2 separate regions of the Mus musculus genome follow, and region 1 is linked to region 2. A link is a contact called in public promoter capture Hi-C data. All regions are on one chromosome and are shown on one strand. The core of a region is the stretch at or near the end of the contact, and the rest is flanking DNA. Distances in the headings are between cores, read along the strand shown. Region 1 holds the start of Arf3 (ADP-ribosylation factor 3). Region 2 holds the start of Tfcp2 (transcription factor CP2).

The links. Promoter capture Hi-C pulls out the DNA fragments that hold promoters and counts their contacts.
Region 1: a promoter capture Hi-C map of liver shows a contact between it and region 2, with 2.5 times the contacts expected there. The contact joins the promoter of Arf3 here to the promoter of Tfcp2 in region 2. A contact is called at or near these places in 2 of 39 promoter capture datasets (liver and pre-B cells).

Annotation. Positions count from the first base shown.
Region 1 is chr15:98,760,679-98,767,415 of GRCm38.p6, reverse strand. Arf3 (ADP-ribosylation factor 3) reads left to right here and starts at 4,298. Exons shown (of 5, transcript NM_007478.3): 1 at 4,298-4,436. It overlaps LOC115488470, which reads left to right and starts at 5,370. Exons shown (of 1, transcript XM_030248862.1): 1 at 5,370-6,737. The coding sequence starts at 5,504. The coding sequence ends at 5,968.
Region 2 is chr15:100,546,840-100,553,298 of GRCm38.p6, reverse strand. It overlaps Tfcp2 (transcription factor CP2), which reads left to right and starts at 1,291. Exons shown (of 16, transcript NM_033476.3): 1 at 1,291-1,389; 2 at 1,818-1,974. The coding sequence starts at 1,853.

The DNA of each region.
Region 1 (6,737 bases), core at 3,049-5,548, 1.8 Mb after region 2:
TGGATAAATGGTCTTTTCTGTGGAAGCCTGGCTACTGTCCTAGAACTTGCTATGTAGACCAGCCTGGCCTCAAATTCAAAGAAATCCACCTGGCTCTGCCTCCTGAGTGCTGGGACTGACAGTGCACCACCGTAGCTGGCTCAGCTTGCTTTCCTGATATTTTCCCCTGGTATTGAACTTATTTTTATTTGCATGAGTATTTTGCCTGCATGTATGCTTGTGTACCACATACATACTACACACAGTGTCCATAGAGGCCTGAATGGGGCCTGGGACTAGAGTCACAGACAGTTGCCTGCCACCATATGGATGCTGTGAATCAAACCAGGTCCTTGGGAAAAAGCTGCCTGGCCCCTTAGCCTCTGAGTGACTAGTCAGCCCTCACCTGCTTCATAAAATTCAAAGGTCGTGCCGCCCACAGTGACCTTGGCCCTTCCATGCCAATCATCAATCGAGAGAAATGCCTTGCAGGTTGGCTCACAATCTGGTGAGGTCATTTCTTGATTGGGGCTTCCTCTTCCCAAATGATTGTAACTTCTATCAAGTTGTCATCAACTAGCCAGTACAGTTGACCTCTTGTCAATATGACACACAAACACATCACTATTCAACTAGACCCTTTCCTTTCTCAGTTACCCTCAACATGGCATGTTATAATGATATAAAACATTCCAATGCTGATGTTTCCCATATTTGTTACAAATTCAAACGTATAAAGAAACCCGGTCCTTTTAGAAACATCTGAAGTCTCTCTTTTTTTTTTTTAAGATTTATTTATTGATTATATGTAAGTACACTGTAGCTGTCTTCAGATACTCCAGAAGAGGGAGTCAGATCTCATTACGGATGGTTGTGAGCCACCATGTGGTTGCTGGGATTTGAACTCTGGACCTTCGGAAGAGCAGTCCAGTGCTCTTACCCACTGAGCCATCTCACCAGCCCTGAAGTCTCTTTTAAAGTTCAATGTTTTTCTAAAACATTCAAAATCGCTGTAAAATTCTGAAGTTTCTTAAGCGTGGAGTCCTGTGAAATAAAAAAAAAAAAAAAAAAAAAGCTACATACGTTATTGCTTCAAAAAGGAGAAACCAGGACAATCACAAACAAAGCAAAGCAAAACCAGAGTCCAGCCCGGTAAAAAGGCCAGCGCTGGGGCCTCCTCATGGTTCTTTGGGCCTCAAAGTGCTCTGTGGCCTCAACTCTGCCAGCTTGTCTCCTGGGCCCAGGGCAGCGCTATTCCACAGTTTCTTCTGTCCTTGGCAGTTGTCCCACGGTGCTGGCATCTCCAAAAGGCTGGGTCTCTGCTGCAGCTGGATTGTGTTCTCCTCCTCTCCCCCCTCCTCCCCCCCCCCCTGACCTTGCCATGTGGTGACAGTAGACCAGACTGGCCTCAAAGTCAGAGGTCCACCTGGCTCTGCTTCCCAAGTGCTGGGATTAAAGGCCTGTGCCACCACCCTGGACTGCTCTTTCCTTAATCACAGCTGATTCTTCAGCCCCAGCTGTCCAGTATCAATTAAGTAAAGTAAAAGTTTCACTTTAGTTGTTCTTTTTTTGTTGTTGTTGTTGTTGTTTTGTTTTTTTATTATTATTGGCTGGGGTCCCTCTATATAGCCCTGGCTGGCCTGGAACTTACTATGTTGATCACTCTGGCTGTGAACTCACAGCAATCCATCTGCCTCTACCCCCCAGAGTCCTGGGATTAAAGGTGTGAGCCACCACATGTGCACTTTAGCGGCTCTTAATTCAAAATATGAGACTTAGACTCTTTAAGGGACTTTCCAATTTCTCCCTGTAACTTCCCAAGTCAGGCCTCTGTCGTCTGCACTGCTCTTGGCATTATCTTCTAAGTCCCCACAGCAACCCACGGAACTCTGAGCACACAACGGCTTTCCCAGCCCAGAGTTCAGATGCCACCACAATCCTCCCCAAAACACAAGGTCAGGTCTGTGACAGCAACATCTCACGCCTACTGTCCAAATGCAACCTGAGGAAGAAAGGGTTTATTATAGTTCATCACTGAGTTGGAACTCAGGGTAGGAACCTGGAGGCAGAAACAGAAGCAGAGGCCACGGAAGATTGCTGCTTATACATAGGCTTGCTCAGCCTGATTTCTTATACAACATACAACCCAGGGGTGACACCTCCTACAGTGAGCTTGGCTTTCTCAAACTATCACTCAAAGAAAATGTCCCCCAGGCCTGCTTCCAGCCCGAGCTGATAGAGCAAGACATTTTCTTAATTGAGGTTCTCTCTTCCTGCAGGACTCTGTAACCGGAGTCCAGCTGACATAAAACTACCTAGCACAGTAACTATATTTTGGGGAGTCTCTTGCCTTTAAGAACCCAGGATATGGGCTAGGGAGATAGTTCAGCCATTAAAAGTACTAGCAAGACAAGCTTGGCCCGAGCTTGTTCCCCAGAGCCTGTTGTAATAGGTGGAGGGCGATCAGGCTCTTACTGACCTCTCTTGCCTAGAGGACCTGGCTCCCAGCACCACGTGGAACAACTGCTTGTAACTTTGTCTCCAGAGAATGTTACATTTTTTTCTCCCTGTAGTAGATATCCACACTTACAGGCACCTACTCACACACAGAGACGTATGTGCGTAGGTACAGTTAAAAATAAATCCATTTGGCTGGATGTGTGACAAATACCTTTAATCTAAGCACTCAGGAGGCAGAGGCAGGCAGATCGTATTTGAGTTCAATGCCAACTTGGTCTATAAAGTGAATTCCAGGCCAGGTGGGGCTACATAGTGAGCCCCTGTCTCAAACACAACAATAACAAATATATATATTTTAAAGCTGAATGCCTGTGGTGTAATGAAAGCATTCCTAAAGTAAGATGGGGGATGATGCCAGGAGAATCACACAGAGCTAGCCTAGAGTGTGCACTGCAGCAGCAGAAACCAGAGATCCTGGCCCAACGAGGGAAAAAAGTCAAGAACAGCGACTCCCAAAAGGTGTCCTCTCTAACCTCCACATCTTGCTAGAGCACAAGTGCACCCGCAATCTCTCATACAAGCACACACACACAGAGTTAATAAATGGAGGGAAAAACGAGCAAAAACCAGAGCTTAACAAAGGCTCTCAACAGCATTGAGTCCTGAGTGGGGACAAATATAATTCTCTTCGTTATAAGCAAGTTCCTTGCTGTCCATCTCTTCGTTAACCATCTCTGGCTGTTCTGGAGCCTGCTCTGTAAATCAGACTGACCTTTAACTCACAGACATCCACCTGCCTCTGCACCCTAGTCTCCAGTGCTGGGATTAAAAGCTTGTGCCACCACCGCCCCCAGCCAGTCCTGTAATTTTTGAGGTAAACAAGAGAAGACAAACTGGTATAAAGGTATAAACCAGAGACAGATGTGACAAGAGATAGATTCTGTTCCCAGCCTATGTTTTGGAGGGAGAGAAGAGTTATAACGCTGCACCAAGCTCTTATACTTGATGCATTTAAAGAACGCAGTGGGGGCTGGTGAGATGGCTCAGTGGGTAAGAGCACCCGTTTCTGGCGAGGACCCTTCTAGCTCAGATTCTAACATAGCTTGTGGCTAGAGTCTCAGGCAGTGTCTCCATCATGTCAAAAGATGAGTGTCAGGGAAGGAAGGCGGGGTCCTGGGTGCGCTTTCCTGGGGATACTAAAATCCAGACTCATCTAGAGAGACTTCATGAGAGCCGCCTCTGAGTTTCTGCCCTCTGCCTTTCAGCCTCAACCTCCTAGACGACCCCATCCAGATGTTTCCTCTAGTATCTGGAATGCATCGTTCTTTCTCCTCTTCCTTTATGGGAAAGGATCTCAGAGAAAGCATCCTTAGGAACTAGGGAGCAGAGCGGATTAGCAGGTGGGGTGCGAGTGATGCGCTGTTTATTTGGAATAAGACTGGACTAGAGCAGGATACAGCAACCGTTTTCATCCTCCATGCTCCACATGGGCTCTGCTTAAGAAACCCCGGAGACTCCCTGGTCCGAGCCCTGTGGCCAGCGCAGCCAGGATGTGGCAAGGTCCCGGAGCTCGCTCTGCTCGGGAGCCTCACCTCAGTGCCCACAGCCCCCTCTACACGCCGTGCCTTCCGATCCTCCAGCCCCCACACAGGCCCCCGCCTAGGCTCAGCTTCAGCACCGGCTGCTTTTGCTGCAGCCGCTGCCATGGTGATGGGTCTCGCGAGAACTGCCGCTCGCTACCGCGCACTTCTCGCGCGATCGTGGAGGTGGGAAGTAGCCCGGGCTGGGGGTGGGTGTTCGCCGCACAGCTCCTGTCGCCGTCGCGGCTTCCGGTGCTAGGTGGAGGGCGGGCAGGAGGGAGCCGGGGAGCGGGCCAGCGGACCATCTTCACCGCGGTCGGGTCGGCTTGCGGAGCGGGAGGCAGCGGCCGGAGAGCCGGGCGGAACCTGCGGGGGCGGAGGCGGCGGTGGCAGCCGCGGCGCAGGGAGCAGGAACAGGTTCGGAGCTGGGGAGGGAAGGCGGGTCCGGGCAGGGAAGAGGCTGGGTCCGGGTGGGAGCCCGAGGCCCCCGGCCGCGGTCCGGCTCGCACCGTCTGGGCGAGGTGCTGGTGTGGGGGGTGATCCTCGCTGAGCTTGGGGACCCCAGCCCCACTCCTGTCCCCGCAGCCGAAGGACGCCGAGCTGGGGTGGGGGCGGGGGGCGCACACGGATTTGTCCTCCGCCTCCCCCGAGGGTGCGACCTGGGCTGCAGAGGTGAGCTTGGGAGGGTTGGGGACGAGGGGGAGGCAGGCTGACCTGTGGGAGGGGGACGCGGGGGCGGTGTGGCTGTTTGGCTCTCTTTTCCTTGGGTTTAAAGGGCTGCGAGGAACGCTGCCTTTTCTCTCTCCCTCCCCCGCCCGAGCTGTGGGGGAACCAAAGAAAAGCCGTGCCGTGCCGTGGTTATTCTCCTCCCTCACCCAGCGCGAGGCGTGGGGGGCCGGGGCTTAGTATCAGGGCCTACTGGTGGGGCTCGGCTGGCTGCGCACGGTCCTCACGGAGGTGGCGCTCTGCTCTGGGGTGTTGGGAAGAGGGCAGCAGGTGGGGAGAGGGTGGAGAGGAGGCTGGAGACGGGGGAGGGGGACCTGAGCTAGCTCGGAGGAGAGAGGTGGGGCCTTCCTCCCCCAGGCGGAGCGGGGGCGGTGTCACCGAAGGAGGGAGCAGCTTGTCACTGGCCCTGAGTTTGTGTCTTCCAATCCGCTTTCTTTCTCTAGGAAGTACCAGGATTCCCGGAACAGAAAATGAAGCCTTTGCTTAGCATGCCAGTCCTTTTTGAAGGAAGGAGGGGGAGGTGGGGAGGTGAAGTTCCCTGTTAAAACCTCAGGGTCCTTTAGTTAAGTCGTAACTCTTTGGAGAGACTTGTTTTTTTTTTTGGGGGGGGGGGAGAGGGTCTCTGGGCCAGGAAGAATGTAGTGGAGGGTTATGTATGTGGTCAGGACTAAGAAGAAAATAGTGAGGTCATTAGGGAGACGGGTAATGTAAAACCCGTCTCTGCCACTGTTGCATTGGGTCACCCTTGGGTCCATGGCATGAAAGTTTTATTGGGAGGAGATCTGCTGCAGGAGTCTGATTGCTTGAGTCATTGCAACAGGATAGAATCTAGTCTCTGCATACCTCCATCTGTGACCCCAGGCAGGGGGATAGGGAACTGTCTTTGCTGCCATTTTGTCTTAGACCTGTTTGGGGATAGTATCCCCACTGTGTGCTGCAGTGGCCATTGGGTTGGCCTTTGGCATGTTGGACCTGCGCTTGAGTACATTGTTAAAGGCCGTTTTAAGAAAGGCCCATCCACTTACATTCAGCTTTTCACACAAGGAGTCACTGACCTTGGAGGCAGCTGGAAAGGGCTCCCAGGTGTCACACAGTCACTCCTGCACAGTTTTCCTTCTTTCTCTCCTTCCTTTCCCCCTCCCTTACTCCTTTGTTTGTTTGAGATGCAGTGCCCTTGCTCGCCTCAACCTACCAGCTGCCTGCCGCTGTCTCTGGAGTGCTGAGGTTGACCTGGGAACCGAGGCAGACCCTTACTTCCTTTTTTGAGACAGGCTGGATTTGAATCTTGCTTTTGTAAGAACACGGGATAGCAATGCATAGAACTGCGCAAGGTTTCTAGCTACTGCTTAAGGAAGAGGTAGTGCAGCGAGGGGAAGGAGTTCTCTACTGATGAGAAGGAGAAACTTCTTTAAAGCCAGGGTTGTTAAAGTTGAGGCTGTGGCTGACAGAAACTGGGATCTGCTTCCTCACATAGCTTTGGAAGTAGATACCAAGAGGCCTGTGAGTCAGAGCACACCAGTGCTTTGGCTAACGGTGTGCTTAGAGGCGGGATGCCGCAGTGATTGAAGCTGGGTTGTAGAGACAGACAAGATGGGGCCAGGCTCACCTCCTGCCTGTGCTGTCCCGAGCTGTCCCATGCTGTCCTGTTGTATACATTTGATAACTTACTTGTTCGCACTTAGGTTTCATTTTTCCTTTTGCATAAGGAGAGTCATGGTAGCAGCTACCTAGTAGGCTGTCGTGAGAGTTAAATGAGATAAGTGAAAAGTCCTGAGAACTGCATAGGGCACACAGCACATGCTGACTGCCCACCGTCATGTAGTGTGGCACCAACACTCAGGCAGGGCTGCTGTAAAAGAGAGCTAGTTAGTAGAAGAGCAGGGTGGGCCTATGTGAAGGGACAGTTGTTACAGTGACTTTACTCAGTGCCTCGTGAGTGGTAACGTTTTATTCTTGTCTGTATCAGCTCATAGCCGTAGCACGTAATGCTTC
Region 2 (6,459 bases), core at 42-2,541:
CACACTTCCACAGACAGGGGATGTCTTTGGCCGGCAGAGGCATGTTTATCATGACAATTTAGTTCTAGCCTTACCTTTCTGTTTGGTAAAATAAGTGACATTTACCTTTAGAATTTTTTTTTTTTTAAGATGGGAGGCAGAGGCAGGCAGATCTTTTGACTTCAAGGCCAGTCTGGTGACCTAAGGACCCTAGTGGTATACAGAGTTCCAAGACAGCCCAGGCGACAAAAAGAACCCTGTCTCAACAAACGAGCAAACAATGACTAGAGATGCTAGGTAGACCTGGCTGTTATGGAAATTGCTATGTAGTCTAGACTGTTCTTGAACTTGTGGAGATCCTTCTGCCTCAGCCTACTGAGTGCTAGGTTTTTAGGAACACACAATGCCCTTTTAGGAAGGGATTACAACCCTGTCTTGAGGACTTCTGCAATACTGTTCATAGCATACAGGTATTTTGCCCGTGCTTAATTTTAAAAATGGCCGTAATTAATCCTCAGGAGCAAGGTGGAGGAGGTATGATTTCACCTCCTGCTCCAGGGTCTTCATTATCTAGCCCTGGCTCACCTGGAAATCAGATCTGCCTGCCTCTGTCTCTGGAGTGCTGGGATCAAAGGCATGAACCACTATGCCTGGCTATGGTTGTTCTTGATTTACAGTTTAGTAAATTCAATCTCTTGGAGAATACTCTTAAGTTATCATACTATAAATAAAGATGCCAGCTCTGACTTTGCTCTGCAGATTTTTCCCCAACACTCATTCATCATTGCCTAAAACAAACAAAAACAAAACATCAAAGAACCAACCAAACAGAAACAAAACAACAAGCAAGGTGTAGTGTGCACGCTTTTGATCCTAGCACTCAGGCTGGGGGTGTGGATCTCTCAGTTCTGGGTCAGCTAAAGTTACCTAAAGACCCCGTCTGAACATCAACAAAAACCCCAATAGTTTTCCCTGTTTCCTGCGCGAATGCCTTAGGGAGAAGGGTGAAGATAAGGGAAGGCAAATGGGGAGAGTTTAGGACTGGACACACGGGAACGAAAGTCCCTCCGGGAATGGGAGCGGGAAGCGGAAAGATAGAACCGCAGTTCTGCTCTACTGTCAGGACCGAGAGCCTGCGACCCGGGTTCACGCCTAAGCACTGAGCCCGCCCACTACTCCGGGGGCGGAAGCCTTCGCGTCGATAGCCTATCACCGCTGCGAAGACAGAACCAGTCTCTTCTTCATTGGTAGATGGATGGTGACGTTGCGCCATGGCCGTAGCGGACGTCCTGATTGGTTGGCGCTGGGGGCGGGTTTGCGCTTCGAGTCTGCGCCGAACTTTCGCTGTCCACGCTTCCAGGCGGTCGTGGTGGCTAAGGAGGGTGTGGGGACGGCTCGGAGGAACCCTGGGTTTGTGCTGAGAGCGGAGTGGGGGGGCGGGGAGAAGAATCGGTGACCGGAAGTTATCTGGTTGACCGGAAGCGAGGCCTGAGGGAAAGTGCGGATGCCCGGAGGGAGGAGCTTTCCACCTAGGGGGGCGGAGGGGACGCTCGGAGCGCCCGGTGTCCTGCGCGTCTCCGCTTTGAGGCTGAGCGGAGGACGCCGAGCGACCGACCGGTGGGCTTCAGAGAGCCCGAGTCCGGCTGAGCTCCGGCGGGACCTGGTGCCTCACGATCCCGAGAGCCGAACGGGAGGGATTCCTGTCACCGGGGCTCCCGAGGAGTAGCCAGGGTGCAGCCCGTAGGTCAGGCTTGGGGCGCTGCGCGAGGAGCTGGGTTTGTAGCTGACTTCCACTGTGCTGTCTGCCGGGTAGAGTTACGCTCCGCGCCTTTGTACAGGAGCCGGCGCCTGTTGGGGCAAGGAAGGAGCCGGGATGGCCTGGGCTCTGAAGCTGCCGCTAGCCGACGAAGTGATCGAGTCGGGGCTTGTGCAGGACTTTGATGCTAGCCTGTCCGGCATTGGCCAGGAACTGGGTGCTGGTGCTTATAGTATGAGGTGAGTGAGATGCCTCCCAGACCTTACCTTCTTAATAACAAAGGCAGGATCTTGAAAGGTGGGAGGGCGGCTGTACAGTTTAAGAGAACAGCCTGCAGCTTGGTGGGCAGATTACCCCCCCCCTTACACCTCCCTACCTCCCCCATCCTCTGGTTTGAGTAGTAGTGGTATGGGAGGACAGGAAAGACTCTAGAGTCAACTCTGTAGGGCCCTTGCATCCAGATGGTGTAGGAGACTTGGACACTGACTGTATGCTTGGGTATGTCTGGATTCACGTGAAGAAGGGGCAGTTGAGGGATATCTAAAGAAGTCCGGCAGCTGGGAACTGAGGTTCAAGGTTGACGACTTGTTGGGAAGAGATGGGATACCTTGGACAAGAAGTCCACAGACAGCTGTCTCTTACAACAGACTTGTTTTAAGGTTTTCTTCCAGGGTTCCTGTCTTTGGAAACTTGAGCTGAGAATGTCTAAAAAGTGACAAAGAGGCGCACGCCTTTGATCCCAGCACTCGGGAGGCAGAGGCAGGCGGATTTCTGAGTTCGAGGCCAGCCTGGTCTACAGAGTGAGTTCCAGGACAGCCAGGACTACACAGAGAAACCCTGTCTTGAAAAAACAACAACAACAAAAAAAACCCCAACAACAACAACAAAAAGACAAAAGAAAGACGAGAGTACTAGTGCACAACTGAAATACCAGCACCCAGCACTCAGCAAGAGGGGGATTAGGAGCTCAAGACCATGTTTGGCTACATAGTAAAAAATGGCACCGATAACTTTTTGATGTTCCTAAGCACCTATGCATCAGGCAGAAATATCCTTTTGTTAGGGAAGATGGGTGGGAAACACTGCCCCCCACTGCTGGGAGTTTTCTTCCTCTCAGGAATCACAGCTTAGGGAAAGCTGGAATTTTTTTTATTATTTATTTATTTTTTTGAGACAGGGTTTCTCTATGTAGCCCAGGTTGGCCTGGAACTCAGAGATCTGCCTGCCTCCGCCTCCCAAGCGCTGAGATCAAAGGTGTGAATCACCACAGCCCAGCCTAAAGCTGGATTTTTGACTGTGCCACAGAGAAAGAATTCAGGATAAGTTACTGTGAAGCAGAGTTGGAGTTTATTTAAAGGTCTTCAACAACCATGGGGTCTAAGGCAAAATGAGGTGTGCGCAGGAAAGAAAGGCACACCAGGGAGTGGGGTTCAGGCTTCTCAAAGGGATCATCGCTGTCTTTACAGTAACTATATTTAGTGTTTTTGAAGGCGCCTGAAGTTGTACTTGACAGAATTTTTAAGAAACCTTATAACAGGCCTTGGATCATGCATGGGATTCCTCTTAGGTCCCAAAAGTTTCAGAAATTAAAATGTTTTTTAACTGTCAACAAAAATTTAGCCTTGTTTTGGCGATTGGCAGAAAATACCTGAGAAAGTGGGACGACTATGTTTGAAGGTGACATGGGCTTGGGTTCTAACGTGGATCATTGCCATTTTAGCTTTCTTCTCTAGATAAAGGAATTTTATTTCTTTGTTGATAGTCTTCAGATAAAATATAGTTACTTGTGTTGGAATTTTCCCCTTCCATTTATGTGTGTGTGTGTGTGTGTGTGTGTGCACACCTGCGCCCCATGGCATTTGTGGAGGTCAAGGGGCAGCGTTCAGGAATTGATTTTTGTCCTTCCACTGTGTGGATTCTAGGATGGAACTCAGACTCTCACAGTCTTGGTGGCAAGGACCTTGAATCATCAACTAATTGATTCTTTAGCCACACTCCTTTTTCCTTCCCATTTTCCTATAAGTTTTATTGTCTTTCTCTCCTGTTGTAATTTCCCCTTTGAGACTTTTTTAAAATTATTTTTAAGATTATTTATTTATTATAAATAAGTACACTGTAGCTGTTCTCAGATACTCCAGAAGAGGGCATCAGATTTCGTTACGGATGGTTATGAGCCACCATGTGGTTGCTGGGATTTGAACTCGGGACCTTTGGAAGAGCAGTGGGCGCTCTCAACCACTGAGCCATCTCGCCAGCCCCCCCTCCCCCCTTGAGACTCTTAAGGCTAAAAACCTGTTTTCTAGAACTACTTTGGTGTTGGATAGTGATGCAGACCCTACGTATGCAGGGAGCAAAAGTCTCAACCTATCCAACTTAAGGAGAGCATGAGGAAGCTCAAGCTTGGAGACAATTTGTTTGAAATCTGGAATAGAGGGTGTTGTTACTTGGGACATCAGACCACATAGCAATACAGCCAATATAGCATACATGCATGCGCGCGCGCAAACACACACATACACACACACACACAAAATCTTTACAGTTTATCTTTTATATAGTCTTTTATAAAAAAAAAAGTTAAATAGACTTTTTGTGATGTGCTTAAGCTTGATTGTGTCCTGACTTCTATTTTTTCTATTTTGAAAAATCCTGAGGACCAAATTATGATCTAAAATCTTTTTGCCAGTGATGGTGACACGTGTCTTTAATCCTAGCACTCAGGAGGCAAAGGCAGGTTTGTCTCTCTAAGTTCGAGGCCAGCCTGGTCTACAGAGTGAGTTGCAGGACAGCCAGGGCTACACATAGAAACTGTCTCAAAATAAACAAACAAACAAAAAAACCCTAAATAAATAAAATCCCTTTTTAGGTCTGGGAAGATTCCCAGTGGACCTGCCTTATAAGCACATACCACACAAGAACATCTCAGTTTGAATCCCAGCAACCCCATGAAAAAGCCAGGAATAGCTGCCCCGTGTACGCCTTACTCCACAGTAGCTGCCCCGTGTACGCCTTACTCCACAATAGCTGCCCTGTGCACTTTTCACCCTAGGATCCCCATGCTTCATGGCCTAGCATGCCTATCTGGAGAAATGGTTCAGCGAGAAGATCCTGTCTCAAAGGATAAGACAGTGGTAGAGCAGGACACACCCCTCTGCCTTCGCACATATGCACACATGAGATGTCCTTTCTCATCTAAACATGTTTTCTCTTGAATCTTCTTTACCAAAGGTACCTGTCGTAGGGTTTCTATTCCTGCACAAACATCATGACGAAGAAGCAAGTTGGGGAGGAAAGGGTTTATTCGGCTTACATTTCCATACTGCTGTTCATCACCAAAGGAGGTCAGGACTGGAACTCAAGCAAGTCAGAAAGCAGGAGCTGATGCAGAGGCCATGGAGGGATGTTCTTTACTGGTTTGCCTCCCCTGGCTTGCTCAGCCTGCTCTCTTACAGAACCCAAGACTACCAGCCCAGAGATGGTCCTACCCACAAGGGGCCTTTTCCCCTTGATCACTAATTGAGAAAATGCCTTACAGTTGGATCTCATGGAGGCATTTCCTCAACTGAAGCTCCTTTCTCTGTGATAACTCCAGCTGTGTCAAGTTGACACAAAACTAGCCAGTACAATTGACCCCTTATCAACATGACACATAAACACTAGTAAGTCTCAACCCTTACATTCTTATTCATCCCCAAGATCTAAATAACTTTAAAAGTCCTACAGTCTTTACATATTCTTAAAATTTCAATCTCTTTAAAATAGCCATCTCTTAAAATTCAAAGTCTTTTTACAATTAAAAGTCTCTTAACTGTGGGCTCCACTAAAACAGTTTCTTCCTTCAAAAGGGAAATTATCAGGGCACAGTCACAATCAAAAGCAAAAATCAGTCTCCAACCATCCAATGTCTGGGATCCAACTCACGATCTTCTGGGCTCCACCAAGGGCTTGGGTCACTTCTCCAGCTATGCCCTTTGTAGCACACACGTCATCCTCTAGGCTCCAGATGCCTGTACTCTACTGCTGCTGCTGCTCTTGATGGTCATCTCATGGTACTGTCATCTCCAAAACAATGCGTGACCCCTTCAGTCCTGGGCCTTCAATTGCAACTGAGGCTGCACCTTCACCAATGACCTTCCGTGTCCTCTCAGTGCCGAGCCTCAGCTGTTCTGCGTGACCCCTTCATGCCTTCAAAACCAGTACCACTTGGGTGACCCTTACATATTACCATGTCCCGCTGCAGCAGGAGTACAACCTTGGCTATCTGTGGAACACAGCCTCTTTGTGCTTTCAGAAAATACTTCCCAGAAGATGTCACCTCAATGATGCTGGTCTCTTCTTAATCACCGCTAATTTCTTAGCTCCAGCTATCCAGCATCAATAGTCCCAGTAATGCAAAGTTTTTGCTTTGGTAGTTCTGGTATCTTGTTAATCACAGCTGATTCTTCAGCCCCAGCTAACCAGAACTACAGAATCTTCACAATCAAAACAGCAATGGCCCTGAAAAGAGTGTTTAATTTTCCCTCTGAAATTTCACAAGTCAGGCCTCCATCTTCTGCACTGTTCTCAACATTATCTTCCAAGCTCCTACAAAACGTCTGACAGAGGTCTTAACACCGAATGGATCTTCTAGCCCAAAGTTCCAAAGTCCTTCCACAGTCCTCCCCAAAACATGGTCAGGTTGTCACAGGAATACCCCACTCTGCTGGTACCAATTTGTCTTAGTC